2 separate regions of the Ovis aries genome follow, and region 2 is linked to region 1. A link is a contact called in public Hi-C data. All regions are on one chromosome and are shown on one strand. The core of a region is the stretch at or near the end of the contact, and the rest is flanking DNA. Distances in the headings are between cores, read along the strand shown.

What was found. A called contact is a pair of places that touch in the nucleus more often than the background predicts.
Region 2: a Hi-C map of mixed tissues shows a contact between it and region 1, with 4 times the contacts expected there. The contact joins two enhancer-like sites.

What each region holds. Positions count from the first base shown.
Region 1 is chr6:60,119,084-60,124,811 of ARS-UI_Ramb_v3.0, reverse strand. RBM47 (RNA binding motif protein 47) reads left to right here. Exons shown (of 8, transcript XM_060416994.1): 5 at 335-1,494; 6 at 2,343-2,549; 7 at 5,529-5,728. The coding sequence starts at 366. It overlaps LOC121819832 (a long non-coding RNA gene), which reads right to left and starts at 15. Exons shown (of 3, transcript XR_006060157.2): 1 at 1-15. Within about 2 kb of position 2,986, at least 5 of the 54 cell types and tissues checked have an H3K27ac peak or open chromatin away from gene starts, as enhancers often do.
Region 2 is chr6:60,361,880-60,367,513 of ARS-UI_Ramb_v3.0, reverse strand. No RefSeq gene overlaps it. Among named protein-coding and RNA genes, the nearest start is that of NSUN7, 15 kb to the left of the region's middle. Within about 2 kb of position 3,728, at least 10 of the 54 cell types and tissues checked have an H3K27ac peak or open chromatin away from gene starts, as enhancers often do.

The DNA of each region.
Region 1 (5,728 bases), core at 1,737-4,236:
GTTTGCACCCACAATGACAGCAGGTTCTCTATGCTTCAAAGCTGTTGGGGGTGCTGATTAGGCGGAAGTACCTGCTCCTTCTGATTTTTTTTTTTCCTGAGTCACTTCTGGTTTTTCCTGCAAAACAACTTGCCTAATTTAGACGATTTTAGAGCCGCCGCGCATCCAGAGAAGTCCCCATCTTATTTCTCATTTAACCACCCGAGAGTTAAGCGTGAGTCTTGGATGGCTTTAAGAAAAAAAAAGAGGAAAAGAAGAAAAAAAAATTGTGGTCAAGTTGTGGCTCAACTTGTTGTAGATTCTAGGCTCATCCTCTCCCTCCTGCCTTCCCCAGGTCTCCACCGGCCGTGGATGCCTGTGACATTATGACCGCAGAGGATTCCACCGCAGCCATGAGCAGCGACTCTGCCACAGGGTCCTCTGCCAAGGTGCCCGAGGGCGTGGCGGGCGCGCCCAACGAGGCGGCGCTGCTGGCGCTGATGGAGCGCACGGGCTACAGCATGGTGCAGGAGAATGGGCAGCGCAAGTACGGCGGCCCGCCGCCCGGCTGGGAGGGCCCGCACCCCCAGCGCGGCTGCGAGGTCTTTGTGGGCAAGATCCCCCGCGATGTGTACGAGGACGAGCTGGTGCCAGTGTTCGAGGCGGTGGGCCGCATCTACGAGCTGCGCCTCATGATGGACTTTGATGGCAAGAACCGCGGCTATGCCTTTGTCATGTACTGCCACAAGAACGAGGCCAAGCGCGCCGTGCGCGAGCTCAACAACTATGAGATCCGCCCCGGACGCCTGCTGGGCGTGTGCTGCAGCGTCGACAACTGCCGCCTCTTCATCGGGGGCATCCCCAAGATGAAGAAGCGCGAGGAGATCCTGGAGGAGATCGCCAAGGTCACGGAGGGCGTGCTCGATGTGATCGTCTACGCCAGCGCGGCCGACAAGATGAAGAATCGCGGGTTTGCCTTCGTGGAGTACGAGAGCCACCGTGCCGCCGCCATGGCGCGCCGCAAGCTCATGCCCGGCCGCATCCAGCTGTGGGGCCACCAGATCGCTGTGGACTGGGCCGAGCCCGAGATCGACGTGGACGAGGATGTCATGGAGACCGTGAAGATCCTCTACGTGCGCAACCTCATGATCGAGACCACCGAGGACACCATCAAGAAGAGCTTCGGCCAGTTCAACCCGGGCTGCGTGGAGCGCGTCAAGAAGATCCGCGACTATGCCTTCGTGCACTTCGCCAGCCGCGAGGACGCCGTGCACGCCATGAACAACCTCAACGGCACCGAGCTGGAGGGCTCGTGCCTCGAGGTGACGCTGGCCAAGCCCGTCGACAAGGAGCAGTACTCCCGCTACCAGAAGGCAGCCAAGGGTGGCGGCGCAGCCGAGGCAGCAGTGGTGCAGCAGCCCAGCTACGTGTATTCCTGTGACCCCTACACGCTAGCCTACTACGGCTACCCCTACAACGCGCTCATCGGGCCCAACAGGGACTACTTCGTGAAAGGTTAGTGGGGGTTCCTCGCCTACGTGGGCGGGAGTGGGGGGGACGCATCTGCCAGATGGATGCCCTTTGGGGCGTGGTGGCTGTCATTTACTGAGCTGGTGGACGGCGACCCCTCCTACTAACCCTCATTGGGGCAGTCACTGCTACAGCATCGAGGAAAATGTAGATGGTTCATATATACAGCGTGAGGTAACGTTACCCATCGCGTGCAGCATGCAAGCTTTTCTTGCGTTCTGCCCTCCCAGGGCGTTTATCCAACGTGGGGTTAGACGGCAAGTCTCTGGGTTCTTAGGTTAAAGCCTACTTGTGAAATTAAACCTTTAGATGTTGGGGAGTGAAGGGCACAGTATTGTTGGGTTTGTTTGTGTTGTTTTGTTGTTCTTAGTCACTGACTAGCCTGTACTGAAAGCAGGCATTACACTGGAAAGCAAAATACTTGGGTTCTGTGTCCTGCCGTCTGATTAACCGGCTCTGTGACTTTAGTCAGCCCCTTTAAGCTCCCGAAGCCTGTTTTCTCACGCCTAAAATGAGGAAGATGAACTAGCACTTCCCCTTCTACATCTACTTGTGTGACCATCTTAGAAAATTTTTATTTATTGGAGTGGCAGTTTCAATCCTAGGAACTCACCCTTCAAGTTCATCTTGTGTACTAAGCAGACATCTTAGGATGCATCTAGGCTGGAGCCAGAAAGTCTGAAGCATCTTCCGAGCTCACTAAAGAGCAGAGGTGTAGCCACCTGTAGCTTAGAGCCAGGACATATACCAAAGTGCCAAGAACCTTGGGTTAAGATCCACCTCCTGTACAGTTGCTGTTGGTAGCTCATCATTTTTTGTGTTGTTATTATAAGCAGGCAGCATAAGAGGCCGGGGTCGAGGTGCAGCTGGCAACAGAGCCCCGGGCCCCAGGGGTTCCTACCTTGGGGGATATTCTGCTGGCCGTGGTATATATAGCCGATATCATGAAGGAAAAGGAAAACAGCAAGAAAAAGGATATGAACTTGTACCGAATTTGGAAATCTCTGCTGTCAACCCAGTTGCCATTAAGCCTGGTACAGGTCAGTATAAACCAGAGTGAGAATGCATTTATTCAGCCTGAACCCCAACTCTCTCTCTTTGAGCTGACTTCCTCGGCACTTTCATCTGCATGTGGGTTCCTCTTCTCAAAGGCAGGCAGAGATTAGGCAAGGATCGTGGCCTCCTGGGCCTTCTTATCTAGAGCTTGGGGGATGGTCTAATTTTGACGATGTTCAAGTCAAACTTTCTTATAGTGGGTTTCCCAAATGGCTGTTGCCAGTTGTTAGACTTTTTCTCAATTAGGCAGGTTCTCAGTTAGGGAGGTTGGGGTGAGGGGTGCGGGGGTAGAAAAATGTGAGGCTCTTCTGTATCTTCTACCAGCTAAAAGCTTTCTATCCCTTACTCAAGCCTGTTTTGACCCCAGTCATCAGAAGCCAGAAGGTGCAACTCTGCCAGTTCTGAGAGTTGTTGGGAAATTCCCCTTCAGGAGTAAATAACGCTGCTGTCCCTTATCGTGGTCTTAACCAACCAGAACACCTGGGAGTAAGGCAGCAGAGAAACTTTCTGCAGCTAATTCCCAGCTCTCATTTCCGCCTCTTGCTGGATCAGTAGATTGAGGGTAGAGGGGCACTCAAGTAGTTGAAGCGAAGGACCTTGAACTTTGCTTCCATCCTCCAGGCCCCACAAACCAGTTTTCCAACGTTGTTAATGCCGTCAGTCATCTGAGACAGGTCTTTTTTCTGATCCTAAGCTGCAGGGAGCTTTATTGAACTGCGCAGTGTGAGCACGGCACAAACCCCCTGAGTGCACACACCACACAAGCACCCAAACACATGGGAAATTCCATCGTGATACTCCTCCAGACCTTCTCCCAGTCTCATGGAGGGTAGGTTGAAGAGCTCTTTGAGAGCATCTGCACTTCGAAGCTCAGCTCCTGACTTCGTGTTGGCTAGGACTGTACTCCTTCGTCTGGCTAAAACAATTTCAAGGGAGCTGTGTATAAGGAGTGTAGGTTGGCATTGACCACATAGGGGCTTACAAGGCCTTTTCTCAGTAGAGCTTCCTTTTGAAGTAATCCAGTGATTTTTTTTTTTTTTTTAATGCCTGTGAAAAAAATTCTGCCACTTCTGCAGTTAAGTGACTCCTTAGACTGGATTTCCTAGGAAATGTCATTGATGCATCAAACAATATAAAACTGATCCTGTTTCTCTCTAATTCCATAAAGCAGAGCCTGGATACAGGAGTTGTCTCTTCGACTTGTTGGGAAAAGTATTCCCGTTGGCAGTAGTTTAAGATTTAACTAGAGAAAAGAAAAGTCACTCAGTCATGTCCAACTCTTTGCAAACCCATGGACTGTCCATGGAATTCTCCAGACCAGAATACGGCAGTGAGTAACCTTTCCCTTCTCCAGGGAATCTTCCCAACCCAGGTTTCCCACATTGCAGGCAAATTCTTTACCAGCTGAGCCACCAGGGAAGCCCAGAGAAAAGAACTCAAAGATCTTTAAGCATGTAATTGTGTTCTGAGGCATGGGGTAGAAATTCCTTTGGCTGGTAGCCAGAACAATCCGGAGTTGCTTAGTACAACTCAGATGTAGCTCAAACTTATAGCCCTTTCTGGGCCCTGTCCCCTTGACCTCTGTTTCTGATTCATTCAGAAAATTAGAACTCTGTAATTTTAGGAGGAACACCAGGCAATGGTGAAGTATCTAGGCACAAGATCACATAGATGGAAAGGCAGGTAAAAGATCTGGTTTAGATTTTAGATATATTTCATTGAATGACTGTACCATTGTTTAGCCTACAATCACTTCTCTTTGGGCTTCCACAGTGGCTCACTGGTAAAGAATCTACGTGCAAAGCAGGAGACATGGCTTTGATCCCTGAGTCGGGAAGATCCCCTGGGGAGGGCAACCCACTCCAGTATTCTTGCCTAGAGAATCTCATGGACAGAGAAGCTGGGTGGGTTACAGTCCAGTGTCACCAAGAGTTAGACACGAATGAAGCAACTGAGCACACAGCATGCAAGCATTTCTTTTTACCTTATATCAAATCGGCTTTTATTTGAAAAAATTACCTACAGTTGGAGAATAGAAATAAGTGAAAGTATACTCTGTTGTGTGCATTTCAATATTCTTACCATCCTCAAAACATACAACACACGCTCACACAACCTCCCCCAAATCAGGGCCTTTTTTTTTTTTTTTTTTTTTTGTCTTTTTACCTCTCCTTATCATACATTGGAGAAGGGCATGGCAGCCCACTCCAATATTCTTGCCTGGAGAATCCCTTGGACAGAGGAGCCTGGCAGGCTGTACAGTCCATAGGGTTGCAAAGAGCCAGACATGACTGAAGCAACGTAGCAGCAGCAGCAGCAGCATCATACATTGACATTCGAACACTGTGATCTGTCTGATCCTCTGGTTGAAATGAGTCCTTTGAACTTTATTCACAGAAACATGTCTTTGCATTGGCAGGTCGGGGAGGATATACACTGACCTCTGAGTTCTCAGAATGAAACTCTCAGTAGCACCTGCTCTTTAAAACGTGGTGAAAGTGAAAAAGGGCAGTGGGGCTGGTACTGAGTAAGATAGGTGATAAGGAACTGGCAGGCTCTTCTCACACTCTTGGGCCTCAAGCCTCTGCTCTCACTTCTTATTCTGAGCCTGTTTTCTCAAAACTGCAAGGCCCTTTCTTGCTCTGTAGGACCTCAAGAATACGAGTCTAAATGCTATTCTGTTCCAAATTCTGTTAGCAGTAGAAAATGTGGGCACAGACACTTAACTGTAGGCTTGCCTACCCTGAGGATCTGTGGGGAGATCCCACCCATTGCCACATGGTTCCTTTTGAAAGTCCAGCAGGATATAGGGTACCTCCACCTCCCCTCTTGGATAGCACCTGTAGTGAGAGAGCATTCGTTTGCAGGCAGAGCCCCTGGCTGCTAAACTTGTTTTTGAAAATATTGAGGAAGTGATGGCGCTTCCCTCAGTGACCTGTGCTTCCCTTTTCCTTCTCTTGCAGTGGCCATCCCTGCCATCGGCGCCCAGTATTCCATGTTTCAGGCAGCTCCGGCCCCTAAAATGATTGAAGATGGTAAAATCCACACAATGGAGCACATGATCAGCCCCATCGCTGTGCAGCCTGACCCAGCCAGTGCTGCTGCGGCCGCCGCGGCTGCCGCTGCGGTCATCCCTGCGGTATCCACGCCGCCGCCTTTCCAG
Region 2 (5,634 bases), core at 2,479-4,978, 240 kb before region 1:
AAGGGACCCTTCATCTAGGCCTCAAATCATTCCTACAAATAATATAAGATGCATGTTTCCTTTACATTAATGTTTATAATATATTCACTTTATTTTTCATTACATATTTCTGAAAACAAAACATCTAAAACAGTTCTTAAAAGACAGGCTCTAAGTGTGAACAGTAAAACATTGTATGTACAGCAAGTTTTAAAATAGTTAACTCATAGGGATCCAAGTTTCATGAGATCAGAGTGGAAGAAATTCATGTTTATAGAACAGAGAGGACTCTGGGCAGAAGGCAGGGACCTAAGGAGCAGCCATGGCAGAAGAGGAGGTTTTTGAAACAATGAGAGGTTTCACTTCTGGGAGCAGAAACCAACATTCGTGAAATTGAAAGTTCTATAAACTGATCGAAGAAGTAGATGAGAAACTGAGCGATGCGTACGTCATTAAAAACTGTAGGTCATTTTATGACCTGCCTCCTTGCATAAGTAGGCATCCTTTCCAAGTTAAGGAAAATAAAACACAAGAGTGTTTAATAATTTGCCATTAGTCACTATCTTAATATTCTTATTTAAGAAGTTAGTAGCTAGGGACCTTCCCTGGTGGTCCAGAGGTTAAGAATCTACCTTGCAATACAGGGGTTGGGGGGTTGATCCCTGGTTGGGAGACTCAGATTCCACATGCGTTAGGGCAACTAAGCTCAGGCACTTCTGCACCTAGAGAGGCCCTCAGACTATGACTAAGACTTTCCCCAGCCTAATTAATTGATTAATCTTTTTAAAAAGTCCCCCTAAACATCTATCTTTTTTAAAAGTTAGGTCCAGGCTCAATATTTGTCACTGTGAACTTGCTGACAGAGATGAATTTCATAGAGAAAGAAAATAGGTCAATGTATGCCAGGGGCTGGGGTAGGGAGTGGATAAGGAGTGACTGTTAATGAATATGGAGTTTTATGATTAAAATCAGTGGGATGGGAATGGGAATAGACACAGTTCCTGCCCTCATGGAGATTTATTTATGAAGGAGATAGACAAGTAAAACAATCATTGTAGTACAGTGTGTTAAATGAAATGGAGTACTGAAGGAAGAAAAGTCAGTAGCATTTATTCAGGAAGTAACTTCTAATAATGAGTAAGAGTTAGTCAGAGGCGGAAGGATGAGAGGCAGCAGGAAGTAAGTTATGGTGTTCCCAGCAAAATAAATATTCAAAGGCTCAGGGATGAAACACCTCATGGCATGTTAAGGAATCTGAAAAAACTAGATCAATGGGAATAGGGGAAGCAGAGAGAGACCTTGGATGGGAGTCAAAATGACTACACAGGGTCTCATAGGTCATATCAGGGAGTGTCAACTCTATCCCCTAAGCAATAGAGAACCATCACAAGTTTTAAAGGAGGCAACTGACATGATCTGAGTTGAGTTTTTGAGAGATGGAAAAAGGTATTACAGAAGGCAGGAGACATTCACTTCAGATAGGAGAAAAGGACAGACAGCTCTTTCATTGTAACTGAGAGGGAAGGAGAGGGTATTTTGGATGCATTTAAATTCTGAGCTTCAAGCAATGTGTGCTCTAGTCAGCTTCTACTAGCTATCAGGCTGCTACTGCTGCTAAGTTACTTCAGTCGTGTCCGACTCTGTGTGACCCCATAGATGGCAGCCCACCAGGCTCCCCCGTCCCTGGGATTCTCCAGGCAAGAACACTGGAGTGGGTTGCCATTTCCTTCAGGAGCCAGTTGTTAAATTTTCAGGAATTTTGAGATCTGGTTAACTTATGCTAATAGCTTGGATTCAGCCATAATGGGAATATTTATCCCATGGAAGTTGGCAACATTACAAATCAGAACTCCTCCACATCGCACCCTGCAGATTATCAATTATTAGGCATCTACCATCACACCCCTGGAGGGCAGGAAAGACAAAGAACTCCCATCTAAACATCACCGTCTTCTCTGTTGGATAAGAAGACAGATTTCATGCTAATGTCAGAGCTTAGAGGAAAGTGAATCGAAGTTGAATCCTATGAAGCATGGCAGAGAGAGAGAGAAATATATTGAAAGATCCCCTGGAGGAGGGCATGGCAACCCACTCCAGTATTCTTACCTGGAAAATCCCATGGACAGAGAAGACTGGTTGGCTATGATCCATAGGGGTGCAAAGAGCTGAACTTCACTGAAGCAACTTAGCTCACACACACACACACACATGCACACATCCCTATTTTAGACATCATATGTTAAAGATTGCAGTTCCCAGTGTCACTGGAACAGCCTAACAGCATTATTAACCACACAGGATAAATAAACTGAAGCAGGGATAGGCAGATTCTTACCATTTTAGGGGGGATGATCAGATATTTGGGAATCTTTGCTCATCATTTTGATGCATATCACCGGTGAACAATGACTGATACCTGTCCTATATACAATCACTCTAGAGGAGCAATAATCATGAGGACATCATTTTGCAAATTATTAGAACGTAAAAGTATTAAGTAATATGGAAGAACTTCAAAGAGTTAATGTGAAATTTCTAAATCACCTTCAAATAGCTTATTTTCTTACAATAATTTAACCACCAGCAGGAAAATCCTTTCTGGATTATTGTTTATGGGATATGACCAGAAGCTGACTTAGTGATGGGACTGTTAACTGGCAGAACCTCAAAAAAGAACAAACCAGCTATCATAAGACAAGACTCAGGGCATATGAAATATAAATTAAATATCAAATGACAATGGATTGTCCTAGCTGACACCTGTTTATATCTTCCAAAACATACTAAAGAGTATAACTGTCTAGATTCAAACCAAGTGACCTTGACTGAGTGGTGAGGATTTCCTGTATTTGCATGTTTTGTCACTTAGATGTCACCAGGACGCAGGCAGATGCAGGGCAGGCCACTCTGTGTGGTGGAGAAGGGGTTGTGGGGAGCAGCCCTTCCTGGGATGTCCCTCACTCTGGAAGACTGTGTTGGGCTCTGGGTCACATTCCTACATGTGACAGACAAGAGGGCCCTATTGGTCAGGCACCTGCTCACCTCTGACCTCAGAAAAAGAAATTTTAAAGAAGAAAATAAAAATAAGAGTATAACTGTCAAAAAGCTATGTACTTGGTGACTACATTTGCCATGCCACCTTTCCCTAAGATTGAATACATTGAGTGTAATGCCAATGTTATTTCTCAATATGTATATGTTACCGGAATTTTCTGTCTGAATTAAAAATGTCTTTTCAATGAGATAACTGAATTCATGGTACTCTTGTGTTTGTGATTCATCATGATTAGTGCCAGATTCAATAAATATAATTCATTTTCACCCACTACCTTGAGATTAGCTGGATGTCATGGGTTTGAAAAAGCTAGACTCCCTGGTGCTATAGATATAAATCTTGTCCAGCGTAACTTATGTTCTTTTTTATGAGATAAGTGAGGGTGAATGGCATGTAGTTTTCATACCGAGGAAGGCACTTCCTTCTCCTTCAAAGTGATTACGTCACTGCATTTCCCACTGGAATACCTGACCCCTCAAAAACATAGCAAACAGAACTATTGATTTTAGTCCCCTCATACTAGATTTTTTTTCTTACCTTTTTTTCCCTACCTGGCTTTTTTGTCTTTTCTAACGTTGAGGTATTTGGATACGCAGTAAGAGGAAGAAATATCTGGGAGAGCAGGAAGTATACACACGATTTTCTTTCTCTTGTCACTCTCCACGTTGGCCAGCAAGGGGAGTTACAGGAACAATTTCAGGGATTTGAGCTGAGATACTTGCTTCCCATAGTTGATTACTAGTCACCATGTCTCTTGCACTGGACTTTCTTGTGTAACTCAGCGAGAATTGTTTTCTACTTCCGTGTACCCGTATAGTTTTTCTTTCATCTAATAGTTTGCTGATGAAAAATTGTGAACTTCAAAGTAAAAAAATCTAACAGAATGGTGGGACACTGGAAATGAAGTGAGTTTCTGTGCCCAGGTGGCGTAAAAATCTAATTGTAGCCAGGAGCAGCCCAAGCCCCCTTAATGCGGATGAGGCAGCGTTCAACTGGCTTCAATAAAAAGGGACTTAAATGGAAGGGAGGTGGCCTTGAGGAGAGCCGCCCCGGCTTCCAGGACTGAGAAGGCCATTGTTCTGAGCTCTCCTGGGGCTTATGGAGATTGAAGAAGCACCTGCTGCTTTCCAGAGCTGAATGTTTCAGGCCAGGGCTGGAACACTCCCCTGGGCCTCTAGCCCCCAGCCAGTCAGGTGCTAGAAATTCAAAGACATGGGGAGAAGGTGTGGGAAGAGCCCTCAGGAGGGATCTGGAGAGACAGTTTCCACTCTCTGAGCAACTCAGGAGAGCTCTCTCCCCTTTAAATCACATTTCATGCTTCTTGTATGACAGTATGAATCTGTGTTCAGTTGTGTCCAACTCTTTGTGACTCCCATGGACTGTAGTCCACCAGGCTTCTCTGTTGATAAAATTTTCCAAGCCAGAATACTGGAGTGGGTTGCCATTTCTTCCTCCAAAGAATCTTCCCAACCCAGGGATTGAACCCACATCACTTGCATCTCCTGCATTGGCAGGCAGATTCTTTACCAACTGCACCATTAGCTCCAACCAAGCCTCTCTGTGGTCTTCAGTGGAATCCCTCTACTAATAACATTTTAATATCTGACCACTCTCATAGATAATGGTTCACTTCATTTGCTTATTTTGGGACTAGAATCAATGATCATGTACCCTCTTAATGCCTTGATTCTGCTTCCCCAAACCCCATCCTGACTAAAGAAAACAACACTTTTCTGTTAGTGGCAAAATACACTAAAACTCGTAATCACTAGTTTTCTCTATGTGAAGGTCAAATTCTAATTTAAATTATTTTAAGTATATGTCTTGAATAAGTTATGATCCCATGCTGTGCTAATGAACAAACATTGCATAGTATGGAGAAAGGAATCTGGTCCTGAGAGGAGGAGATGTAGATTTTAGTTTTGACTCTGCCATTTAATAGCTCTACAGTCTTAGACAAATCACATGATTTGAGGGAATTTAAGTATTCTCACTGCAAAAATAAGGAGGGTGGACAAACTCAGTGGACAAGATTCCAGACTTGAGAGTCAGGCTGAGTGGGATTTTAATCCTGGTTATTTCATGTATTAGCTAGATGTCTTTAAGCAAGTGACTACTAGCATTGTTTTAATGCTTTAATGAGATAATGTACATGAAATCCTTAGCCTCCTTCTTAGAATGTAATAAGCACTCAACAAAGAATAGTTATGATAATAACCATGATAATGATCTTAAGTATTAAGGTTCTATTAGGGCGTTTTTAAAATACTCTGAAAGGCAATGACTCGACCCAAATGGTATGACCAATTGCTCTGAATGCACCTGTTTATGTGATTCTGTGCTTCTTCAGAGAATTTGTTAAGAAACAGACTGAAAGTATAGAGAACTTTGGAAAGGGTTAGATTTTGTTATGCAGTATTGCAGCCACATATTCTGCAAACAGCAAACAATGAGATTACAGGCATTGTGATAAATACAGTCTTGGGCTGATTTCCCTTTTTTATGGCATAGTGTAACACCTACTAGAAAATCTGAAAAGGTTAAAATTTATTTTTAATAGTAGTGCAGTGAATGAAATAAGAAAGGAATTGGTTCTTTTT